2 separate regions of the Zea mays genome follow, and region 1 is linked to region 2. A link is a contact called in public Hi-C data. All regions are on one chromosome and are shown on one strand. Each heading gives the region's core, a stretch centred on a gene start, on an enhancer-like site or on the middle of the called end of the contact. The rest is flanking DNA. Distances are from core to core; before and after follow the strand shown.

Region 1 (6,325 bases), core at 2,681-5,180, 770 kb after region 2:
CCAAATGAACAAGGCCTTTTGCACCAGCAACTTCCCATTTTCTTCTTTCCTCATCAGCAACTTCCCATTTTTTTAATCATAAAGAAAGGTTACAAGAGAAGTCAAAGAAAACAGAAAAGAAGCTATCGAGAATTTAGCCAAAACAACACTCTAGCCTAAATCCTGGGTGGTGTGGGTGTGTTCCTTTTGTATCTTTCTTCTTTTAATGATATGATACACAGCTCTCCTGCGTGTTCTAGAAACAAAACTGAATGTGCCAGTATGCGACAATTCATTCAGCAGTATATTTTCTGGTTACAGTATCTGGCATATCTTGTGAACACGCACAATGGCTATGTATATCCTGTCCTAGGACTCTTGTATTGCCCCCAAAAGTATAAGCAAAACCAACTTTCTAGATTAGCACGTGGAAGGCATACTTTGGTACTCTAGTCAGGGATGGAAACCTGCTACTGCCACATGGCAGCACCATGAGGAATTTGGTTCTTAAAATTATATATGGACTAATTGTATTGCAGCATGCACTATCTCCGATTTTTGGATCTACATGCTTCCATCTTATGTAAACATGTAGGTTGGTCTGGCCACGAGATCTTTGTTATGTACGCTATTGGCGGCGCAACGATGATGGAAGCTATGGTAATTTTTAAATGATTTCTTTTCTGGTTACTCATCTATTGGGAATGCCATTTTTTATACTTGTGCATAAACTTGTAGTTGTGCTGTTTCGATCTACCGAAAATCAGAACTGTGGGCCTCAACCAGGATTTGTGAGAGCTTCTATCGAAAGTAATTTGCCTTGTGCTTTTTCAGGAATGCGACCCTGTTTTTAAAAGCTTGCCACCTTTGTTGTTTTTTTCTTTAACTTCGTACTACTTCAGGTGGAGGTTTCAAGATTTCCCCTCTCAAAAGCCTCAATGGGAGGCCCCGCACTCAAGTTCAACACCTTATGCAGATTGATGTTAGGGGATGGGGCGTGAACTATTTACCATCATTCCAGTACTACTCTTTGCTGCAGATGCTGAACTGTGTTGCTGGTACAAAGAACACACAACTATTTAACCTGTAATTACATTATGTCTTGATTATCTATCAATAATTAAGTGCAAACAAAGCTTGGCCTCAATGTCTTTGTCTGATGGTTTGTGGTCATGAGTATTTGACATTATATTTATTTCCAGGATTGCGTGAATATTTTTCGCAAACAGATGAAATTCATACAGTTCCAAGGATTCCGGTGATGCATACCATGGTTAATGCGGCCTCAATGAAAAAGGACCAAAACCTTCAAGAACCAGACTCGAAGACCAAACAAGCTGATAACAAACATTTGGATATGGTAGATGAAGAGTCGGAAGATGATGATGACTATCAAGTTCCTGATGCTGATGTGGAGGTCAATGTCTTATTTTACAGCGAAGCCCTAAAAATATTCACCCTACTCCTGTACTATGCTAAAAGTTTTGTTGTTCGTCACTTCACAATAAAATTTCATTGCACTTCATGTACAGGAAGAACCTACCAAATCTGACAGTGATGCTAAGAACTCAGGTTATTTTTTATTCAAACTCCATTCTTGTAGTTTGATTGATGACTTTTATAGGTTGCCAAGTCATGACTTAACCCTGACCCCTTTGCCATTGTATTTGATGGTCCTTCAGACCCAATAGATTTGTCTTGGTTTTCGGGCATTATTCGTCAGGATACAAATGAGAAAAGTCGTAACTGTTGGGCAGTGCCTGATAGCAAGATCTTTAAAGTTCGTAGCAAGAACTTTCCACATGACAAATCAAAGGTCCAAGCGTTTAAATGACACAATTGGTTCCTCCCCCCCCCCCCCCCCCCCCCCCCTCTTTTTTAAGGTTAACTGTCAAACAAGTGTTTAATATTTTGTTATTTGACTTGCAGGTACCAGCAGGTAAGTATCTAATGGAGCTCGTAGCAGTTGACTGGTTTAAGGACGCCAAGCGCATGGATCATGTCGCTAGGCGGAAAGGATCTGCGGTTCAGGTCAGAAAACCTGTCATGGCTGTTTAATGACGCATTCGTATCTCAGTCCATTTTTTTTGTAACCACAAGTTCGTGACATAAACTCTGAACAGTAGAATACCGTTGTCTTGGAGGACTACTGGTTCAACCAAACTTTCCTTTCAAATAAAATACCATTGTTGGACCTAGATTTAGATTAGTGTTCCGGCTCCTAACTAATACAGTGCTTCTATTACATGACGATTTCAACTGAACCTTTACTAATGTAGGTTGCCGCTGAGAAGGGAATGTTCACTTTCCTGGTAAACATACAAGTAAGCTCATGTTCTAACAATCCTACCATGTTACCATGTCCATTTATTTCTGTCCTGCTTCGATCTTTTCTCACAGAAAGGTGACCGCACAGAGTACAAGAAAAATTACATTGGTACCTTGCACAACGATCTGCATGCCTTTTTTTTTAGTTTTTTTGCGTGGTTGTTATTTGTTACTTCCGCAGCTGATTTTGAGAATTAAAAGATAAACTTATGGCTTTCTTCCAAGTTTGTTCATATTGATGTTTTTTCTTCTATACTTGGGTTACCCTGGTTAAGTCACTTCTCTCTTGCAGATTCCTGGACCAAGTCATTACAGCTTGGTCCTTTATTTTGTCTCAAACTCCTTGAAGAAAGGATCGCTGTTGCAGCGTTTTGCCGATGGTGATGATGATTTTAGAAACAGCAGACTGAAGCTTATCCCATCTGTTCCAAAGGTCTGTCCCAGTGTTGAAGTGTTTTTTTTGGTGTGCCGTCTTCTCACTTTAGCATGGCGTTCAAATTCTTCAGGGGTCTTGGATAGTGCGGCAAAGTGTTGGAAGCACACCTTGCTTGCTGGGGAAAGCCGTGGACTGCAGCTATTTGCGTGGTCCTGACTACTTAGAAGTAAGTCCCTTCATCAGCAATATAGTTCCAATTCAACTTCTTCTAGTTAATAACGAACACGGGTCAGTTGAGTTCAGATGGAACAAGAAGAAAACCGTATTCTTTTTTTTCCTCATGCACCTACTACAAACCTACAACGGATGCATTCTTAATTCTGCAGGTGGATGTAGATATCGGTTCGTCCGCGGTAGCCAACGGGGTCCTGGGCTTGGTGTTTGGCGTTGTTACCACCTTGGTAGTCGACATGGCGTTTCTTATACAGGTACAATCTCTGTTTCGTCCCGTCTCTAGCACCATTCAGTTCCAGTGACTTCTCTAGTTATCTGCCAGATGCTCGTTTTGTTTTCTGACCGTGGCGATGCGCCTGCAGGCAAACACGTACGACGAGCTCCCAGAGCAGCTCCTAGGCGCTGCGCGGCTGTCACACATCGAACCTTCTGCGGCCGTGTATCCTGTCCTTGACAACATTTCCTGAACGGGACGGACAAATCAACCTGTGCAGATTCTTTCGTTCTTTCCGTCCGCCCCGCCACAAAAAGGCTCTCCCAATTTGTTCAGCCACTGCAGCATTGTGCAGCTCGATACATTTGAGGTTCAGACAGACAGACTGCAGCAGTCCACAAGTGCCTTGTACCCTTCATACAGTTTTGCCATTTTTTTAGGTCTTTTCTTTTACATTTTACTTTACTCGGTGTAGTTTGAGCTTCCTACAGATATTGTAATGCAATAGACACATCAAAGTGAGATATACAGATACAGCATGGTTCAGAAACAAGTTCGTGTACTTTCCGATTCCCGACCCACTGAAACTCGCCTTTTGTGCATTCACCAGTTTGGGCTTGCTTCATTGCTCATCAGATCTGGTCCATGAATGCCCATTCGAGGCCCATCACAGCCCAAACCCCCACTGGTCCTAAACCTCTCGCCGTCACGCAGCTTTAAGTTCCGATACCCACAAGCACTTGGCATCAACCCTAAACCACCCACTATACCCGCCCGCCCGGCTAGGGTTTTGCCACCATGGCCGCCGCCGCGGCCGCCGCCCGGAGGCTCCTCTCCCGCCGCGCCTCCTCGAACTCGCTCTCCGCGTTCCTCCGCCGCGGCGCTGCCCCGGAGCAGTCGCTGCTGCGCCCGGCCGTCGTCGCGGCGGCCTCCCGCCTCGGCTTCCCGCGCGGGATGGCGCGGCGACCTGGCGGGGACGGCTACGGCGCGGGCCGGGACCGCGCGCCCACGGAGATGGCGCCGCTGTTCCCCGGCTGCGACTACGAGCACTGGCTCATCGTGATGGACAAGCCCGGCGGGGAGGGCGCCACCAAGCAGCAGATGATCGACTGCTACATCCAGACCCTCGCCAAGGTCCTCGGAAGGTAGCCGAGGCACCAATCGTCCCCTTCTACGATTGCCGTAGTTCCTGAGGAGTGGGGTGGTTTCTTTTGGAAAAAGGAAATCTCACGGTGTTTTTTTTTCTGCTGTGCAGTGAGGAGGAGGCGAAGAAGAAGATCTACAACGTCTCGTGCGAGCGCTATTTCGGGTTCGGGTGCGAGATCGATGAGGAGACATCTAACAAGCTCGAGGGTTCGTTCAACCTATGCTCCATGATGCCATTATTACGTTGTTCTCTCTGCTAAATTTGACCTGATAAGTATCTGGTGCCGTTTTGTTTATGTTGTACTGCAGGGCTCCCTGGTGTTCTCTTTGTGCTACCGGATTCGTATGTTGACCCTGAGTACAAGGACTACGGAGGTACCTTTCTCATCTTGCTCCACAGATATAGTTGTTTTGTCTTCCGTAGTTGAACCAGTGTCCAGTCTCAATCACACTGGAATTGTAGTCCATCTTGGCAAAGCTTGGAGCCTAGGCGGCAATGTCTTGCTTTGAATGCTAATGGACTGATATCAAGTGTCTCTCTAACAGTTCTGTGCTTCAGTGAAATGGGGGTCAGATCAGTAGGGATGAGATATTGCGAGCTCATTTCATGTCCAATCTAGGGGGTTTAATATGTTCTGTCTTCAGCAGTTGAACCAGTGTCATGTCAACCACACTAGACTTAGTCCATCTTGGCAAAGCTCGGAGCCTAGTCCGCAATGTCTTGCTTTGAATGCTAATGGACTGATACCAAGTGTTTCTCTAATGGTTCTGCGCTTCAATGAATGGGGTTCAGATCAGTTGGGATGAGACATTGCAGCTCATTTCATGCCCAATCTAGATGTTTTTACATGTTTTGTCTTCAGTAGTTGAACCAGTGTCAGCCAACTAAACTAGACTTTTAGTCCATCTTGGCAAAGCTTGGAGCCTAGTCGGCAATGTCTTGCTTTGAATGCTAATGGACTGATATCAAGTGGCTCTCTAACGATTCTGGGCTTCAATGAAATGGGGCTCAGATCAGTAGGGATGAGACATTGCGAGCTCATTTCATGTCCAATCTAGGGGGTTTAATATGTTCTGTCTTCAGCAGTTGAACCAGTGTCGTGTCAACCACACTAGACTTAGTCCATCTTGGCAAAGCTCGGAGCCTAGTCCGCAATGTCTTGCTTTGAATGCTAATGGACTGATACCAAGTGTCTCTCTAATGGTTCTGCGCTTCAATGAATGGGGTTCAGATCAGTTGGGATGAGACATTGCAGCTCATTTCATGCCCAATCTAGATGTTTTTACATGTTTTGTCTTCAGTAGTTGAACCAGTGTCAGCCAACTACACCAGACTTTTAGTCCATCTTGGCAAAGCTTGGAGCCTAGTCGGCAATGTCTTGCTTTGAATGCTAATGGACTGATATCAAGTGGCTCTCTAACGATTCTGGGCTTCAATGAAATGGGGCTCAGATCAGTAGGGATGAGACATTGCGAGCTCATTTCATGTCCAATCTATTGGGTTTAATATGTTCTGTCTTCAGCAGTTGAACCAGTGTCGTGTCAACCACACTAGACACACTAGACTTAATCCATCTTGGCAAAGCTCGGAGCCTAGTCCGCAATGTCTTGCTTTGAATGCTAATGGACTGATACCAAGTGTCTCTCTAACGGTTCTGGGCTTCAATGAAATGGGGCTCAGATCAGTAGGGATGAGACATTGCGAGCTCATTTCATGTCCAATCTAGGACTTACCTCTGGCTGCTTGGATTGGATATTGTATTGGTGTTGATAGGATTTATCATTCTATTACTTTTTTGTTGCACAGCTGAACTGCTTGTCAACGGTGAGATTGTTCAGAGGCCTCCTGAGAGGCAGAGAAGGGTCGAGCCCGTGCCACAGAGGGCTGCAGACAGGCCTAGGTACAATGACAGGACCCGCTACGCACGCAGGAGGGAGAACCAGCGATGAGATGAAAAAAGTCCACAATAACAAGTTCAGGTGGTTTGAGCTCTGTAATTCAAGGATAGTGTGCTTTGGATGTATTGTACTCTGTAACTACAGTTACT
Region 2 (6,085 bases), core at 657-3,156:
CCAGGAAGACTCGTGCATACATAGCATTGTCCCCCAAAAAAAACATGTCAACTCATTAAAAAACAGCAAGCTAGTCTATTGATATAAATCGTCCAGCAATACACAAGAATATAGATGTAAAGTCTTTTTTTAAAAAAAATATATCAGATGAGATGAAACGATTGTTTTGAAACTTAGTACATAAATGGTAAAAAGGTTATTTTGACCTATCAGTTGCACGATTTGTACCTATCAGTTAATTCATTTGCACCTGATACGTTGTAGAAAGAGGCATGTCAATTCAAGCCTAGCCGTTGCATTGATTCAAAGACGGGACATGCACATGCTTAGGATAAGTTTAACAATGGGAGAAAAATGATGACACGTTGCTGACTGTAAAGCATATACGAGCCAAGGTAATCATGGCACCTAAACAAATCACACCGGCGTTAATAATGTTGCAATCCACAGCCCATCGCCTCGCGTTCATCGACTACAGCGCCCGCTGTGATGAAATTATTGTCAGAAGCTAACGTAGGTTGGTCGATCGCACCGCAACCAGATCAAAGGCGACGTAATTAGAAGTTTCTAATATAAACTATAAACTATACTGCCGTGTCAGTAATTTGCATATCAAGCCCTTTGAAATTGGATTATTTAGCGATGATTTAGGAATCGAATCGAATTACGACAAGACTCTATTCGTATTCAATTAGTTAAGAGCCTCAATTTATTATGAGAAAAACATTTAGATTGTGAATCATTACGCTTGGACTATCGTAGGCATTCCATTCAATGCGTCGATAATTATGTACATAACTACTTCGGTGATTTGTGCGGTGATATTTGTATACAACGTGATGGCTATGAATTTATAACACATAGGATTAACAAAATACATAAAAAGAAAATCATAGGTTTAAAATTTCCATAATATCTTAATTATACATGAATTTATAACACATGAAAGCCATAAAAATGGATTTCGGCTGCTCTTCTTTGTGGCTGGCTGTAGCTACAATTTTATTATAGATGAGCTTGGCTGGCTGCTTTTTGCAAGCTGCTGGTAGCCGGAGGAGCCGACCACATTGAAAAACACATAGAAATACAAAACACAAAAGGAATAAAAACATAAGATTCAACCTTATACTTATTTTTCTCCAAAATTACATAGAGGATACCACTCTATAGAAAATTTTAAGTAATCGATACGATTTGATCTTTTATCTAAAGGTTCTCATAAATACTTTAAATCTTTTACGCTCCGTTTGGATTATTAAAATTGAATTTCATTATAATAATAGTAATTTAGACATATACCAATTAAGTTAATTCGGTTTTATACAAAATATATTTATATACTATAATAAGTAAGATGTCAGAGATATTTATGTGCTACATTTTTACTATATATGAGTGAGAGTAGAAACAAATTATTACAATACATAAAATCATTTTCCATCCTCCGTCTTATAGTTTTAAGATAGATTTATATTTAAACTTTAAAAAGTGGTAGAATATCAAATTCCAAATTAAATAGATTACTTTATTAAATAAATTTTAATTCATCTTAAAAGAAGGTATTCAAACGTTCACGTAGAAATTGAATCCTCTGATTTTTCTCCATTTCAATGGAGTCCTAGGAACTATATATGTTTCCTAGGCACGCGCGAGTATTTTTGGTAGTTTAATAAAAAAAATCTGTCTCCATACAAGTAGTACGATGGAGCGTTGAACACGAGGATTGGTCCGCGGTGGGCGTGAAACCGCGGGAAGGGAGGCTGGTTCTGCGATACCGGGGTCGTACAGGGGCCTGGGCGCAAAACGCGCGGCACATGGGACCTCACCGTGGACGGGCACGGAGCGGACACGGGCAGATAAAATTAAGGCGAGGCCGCGAGGGCGGCAGAAAAATCCTCGAAGCAACCCACCCTGTCGTCCGCGTCCTCCACGCCCTCGTCGGCTCGTCCTCGCCGTCCTCCTCCACACCGCGCGCGCGGCGGTGTTGACCCACCCACCCGTTCCTCCCCCACCCCATCAGCGCTGGAGGCGGCGGTGCGTAAGTCCCCCGGACCCTTCGGCGGCGGCGGCGGCGCGCGGTTATGCCGAGAGGCTCCCAGGTGCGTGCGTCGTCTTGGTCCGCGCGAGCTCGAGAGATTCCGGTTCCGTGGGTGGGGAATTGGTGCCGGGAACGTCGAGGGATCGGCTTGGGAGTGCAGGCGGATGGGGAATTCGGCGTGGTTGGTCGGCGTGACGGGGCATCGTGCGGCGGGTGGCCGATCGGTCGGTGAGATCCTGGCAGGGGGGGCGGGGGGCAGCGGGCGTGCTTCCCGTGGTCGGATCCGTCCGGTTTCATCCGAGCTGGGGGTGGTGGTTGGTCCGCGGTGGGTAATTCGTGGGATTAAGCCGGGGGTAGGTGTGTGTTTGCGCCGCTTTGTTTCGATTAGGTTTTCGCCATGGTTCCGGGGCCTTATCGTGCTGGTCCATCATCAACTACGCAGCGATGATTTATCATACTGGTTTGCGCTCAAATTGTGTATGCTGCCGCTATGAACCCTAGATGCCTAATTGGTTTGTTTGTTTTCGGGGTCGCATGATTTGTAGCACACGTGGTTGTGTTGTGTTGCTATCTAATTTGGACATTGTGTATACCTTGCATCTTCACCAGGTGAGATATGCAAACATCAATTAATTTGAATTGTTGGGAACTTGTAGATCCATCCATTGATGCATACAATATTGTTCACTGTAGAAGAACCCGTTGGGATAAACATAATTGCTTTTTCAATGCATCTATGTGTGCCTGTGCTCTTTTATTTGGTTCTGAATTTTTAATTTCTGATGCACCTCTGCGTTGGTCGCGATCTACTCATCTAGGCCCCAACTAATTAGGAACCTAGCTAAGTCGATCATGCATTCAGATTCTGCATGACCTACCATGTTACTTCGTTTTCCGCACATTTATAGATTGCCAATTTGTTGCTTAATTACCGCTTTTTATACTTATGCAGGTTTCATCACCGTGCTCTGCTGGAGTTATAGCATTTTCAGCAAGGATATGGAGTACACCCCCTGCACAGCAAGTTCCTTTGTATCCCACATCTCGCTGCTCGAGGAAGTTCTTGGCTGGAGGTTTTGTCTTTACGGAGACTTCCTGGTCATCTCTTTTGTCAACTGCACTTGAGGATCAACCCACACTTAGTGACTGCCTTGCCTGGTCCCATGCTGTCAGACATTAGAGTTGCCCAGTGATTACACTATTACAGTGCAGCTGTAGCACATTTATTTGAGCATGGTGGATCTGTTTCTCTGGCAACATTCCAGTAATCTTTGTCTTGGTGCTAATCAGCCAGCAGAAGTTACCATCAAGACATCTTTGGACACTTGGATCTAACGCTTAGAGCTTTGCCTTCGCATATAGGCTCTAGGTATCCTTTCATCAATAGCTAAGCAGCATTTCATGTTATATATCCTGCCTGTTCCAATTCTGATGCATATTTTCCTCAACAGGTTTGGGTTTTCGTTTTCTGCTAGCTTTCTTCTACTCTACCACTGTAAGTTTTCAGTCTGATCGGTCCAAAGTTTGGTGTGTATTGGTTACGCTGTCCTTCACCAGCCTTCACTTTGCATGGCGTGACCTTAGGTACGTGCACACTCTCTAATGTAGACATGATCTATTTATTACTTATCAACTACCTGATTCGTTTTGTGCTAATTTCAGAGAAGACGTGTTCAAGATTTTGTTGTCGCAAAAGCATGGGAATAGCATACATAGCTTTGAGAGGAGTCTCCAGTGACTTTGGTGTTGTAACATCCAAAGACACTCCTGTTATACATATATGAGTCCTGTTTTTTACTATACAACTGTTCTGAAATAAGGGCAGTTCTGTGCACCACCAGCGAATAAAATGGAGAGGTGAGAATGGTCTATAACCAGACGATTATAACAAATTAGAATACTGTCTAAGCTGTTTGGATGTCTTCTTACCTTGTTTTTGCATTGCGCTCCAGATATACAATTATCAACGAAGTTGGTGATGGAACATTTGGGAGTGTTTGGCGTGCAACCAATAAGGAAAGCGGTGAAGTGGTATGTCATTAGGCTTGCCCATTTGTTGCTTGTGTTACACCTTAACTTTTTTCAATAGTTACACAGTTCAGTTACCCATTGTTAGCCTTTTCACCTTATTAAGATACCTGGGCTGATAGGTTGCGATCAAGAAGATGAAGAAAAAGTATTATTCTTGGGAAGAGTGCATAAACCTCCGTGAAGTGAAGGTGATTGTTGCTTTGCAATCTGTCTCATTTTTTATAATTTTCTGCGGCATTCTTTTGAGTTACTTATTTTTTTATTCAGTCCCTGCGAAGGATGAACCATCCAAACATTGTAAAGCTCAAAGAAGTCATAAGAGAGAGTGATACGCTGTTCTTTGTTTTTGAGTACATGGTATGGACAATTCATAGCCCTTGTTGGTATCATTTCTGTGCTTGTACTCTGTAAGGTTACTAAAGTTTATGTTTGTTGTAATTTTAGGAATGCAGTCTTTATCAGCTGATGAAGAGCAGAGGGAAGCCCTTTTCAGAGACTGAAATCCGAAACTGGTGCTTTCAAATATTTCAAGCTCTGAGTCACATGCACCAGCGTGGATATTTTCACCGTGACCTTAAGCCTGGTATGTGGTTTTGCATTTGTTCTTTTTTACATTCATGTTGCAATGGTTGATCTATCCTTTCTTGTTTGTTGCGAAACAAGTTACTAGTTCCAGTCGTTTTCACATGATACTTCGGACAACAAAATAGTTCTAAACACAGTTCAATCTTCATGTCTAAAACATTGTGTGTATTTAACTGGAGGGACTATCACTTATGAGCTCAGGAACAGTTGCCTTGCAATTTTTCTATATGAGCTGCATATTTAGTTTACATATAGTTCAAGAAACCTTTTGTTAATTAAATTGCTGTAGGTGAATAAGTATTCATGTTGTGGTTGTTCTCTGTGGTTATTTTCAAATTTGTTGGAGTGATTCACTTACAGCACCAGAAAATTTATACATGATAGTGGGTAATGGATCTAGTTCTTCTCTATTTTGCAATTCCATTATTTATTTAACTTACATGTACCGTTTCCATCTGGGGATGTGTTCAGTGTTGTTAGCAAACAACAACAACCATAATTGATCTTGGTATAACTTGTGCAATTTCAGAAAATTTGCTTGTTACAAAGGAACTCATCAAGATAGCGGATTTTGGGCTTGCTCGTGAAATTTCTTCTGAGCCACCTTATACGGAATATGTGTCCACTCGTTGGTAGGTTATGTTTGAAGGCCTATATTTTCTTAAAGTGTAGAAAATAATAGAATAAACATTCTAATGCCTGCTATCAACTAGGTATCGTGCCCCTGAAGTTCTTCTTCAAGCTACTGTTTATAATGCTGCAGTTGGTAAGTGAAAAATATCTGTGGCTTTATCTGAATACCAGAGAGTGAATTGATGCCATTTCATTAATATATATTTGTTTCCTATCATATTTTCAGACATGTGGGCAATGGGTGCCATTATCGCGGAGCTATTTTCACTGCGACCTCTTTTTCCTGGATCAAGGTACACATGGTTCTTGAAATCAAATTGGTGACCACTTTGTTTAGGTTGCTGTGTGCCAATTAATTGAACATATATAGTTTCACTCCATTTACCGAGGATGCTTATACTAAGAAAAGCATGTCACATAGGTGAAATAATTTAGTGTTCACCATTTGGATAAAATGTAACAGGAAATTGTGTTTTCGTTTTAATATTTAATTATTTACAATTGAAAACTATGAAGACAATACTACAATGGTCTAGCTTCTATCGAAAACAGTACTCCAGTTACTTTTACAGAAAGGTGATTTTGAATAAATGATCCTAAGAAGCAACTGATTATGTTCTTAAAAATTTTGTATAGAAAAGGCTATCTGTGACTCCATGTTTTATTTTATCTACCTCAGTGAGCCAGATGAACTTTACAAAATCTGTAGCATTATTGGCACTCCAAATCAGCGTACTTGGCCTGAAGGACTGCAGCTAGCAGCATCTATGGGTTTTCAGTTCCCTCAGGTATTGAGAT

Evidence for each region. A called contact is a pair of places that touch in the nucleus more often than the background predicts.
Region 1: a contact with region 2 is called in a Hi-C map of leaf, with 6 times the contacts expected there. The contact joins the promoter of LOC100383758 here to the promoter of LOC100274101 in region 2. A contact is called at or near these places in 8 of 25 Hi-C or Micro-C datasets (bundle sheath, ear, leaf and 1 more).

What each region holds. Positions count from the first base shown.
Region 1 is chr6:70,262,714-70,269,038 of Zm-B73-REFERENCE-NAM-5.0, forward strand. LOC100383758 reads left to right here and starts at 3,931. Exons shown (of 4, transcript NM_001176393.2): 1 at 3,931-4,276; 2 at 4,387-4,484; 3 at 4,587-4,652; 4 at 6,085-6,325. The coding sequence starts at 4,086. The coding sequence ends at 6,227. It overlaps LOC100384563 (Protein ENHANCED DISEASE RESISTANCE 2), which reads left to right. Exons shown (of 22, transcript NM_001177074.1): 11 at 575-639; 12 at 718-789; 13 at 882-1,037; 14 at 1,182-1,396; 15 at 1,512-1,551; 16 at 1,662-1,795; 17 at 1,909-2,010; 18 at 2,259-2,303; 19 at 2,600-2,740; 20 at 2,814-2,909; 21 at 3,070-3,171; 22 at 3,280-3,678. The coding sequence ends at 3,384.
Region 2 is chr6:69,492,787-69,498,871 of Zm-B73-REFERENCE-NAM-5.0, forward strand. LOC100274101 (Serine/threonine-protein kinase MHK) reads left to right here and starts at 1,907. Exons shown (of 19, transcript NM_001354976.1): 1 at 1,907-2,099; 2 at 2,991-3,407; 3 at 3,490-3,622; 4 at 3,701-3,895; 5 at 3,991-4,069; 6 at 4,189-4,257; 7 at 4,337-4,426; 8 at 4,514-4,652; 9 at 5,184-5,286; 10 at 5,368-5,420; 11 at 5,514-5,580; 12 at 5,967-6,075. The coding sequence starts at 3,888.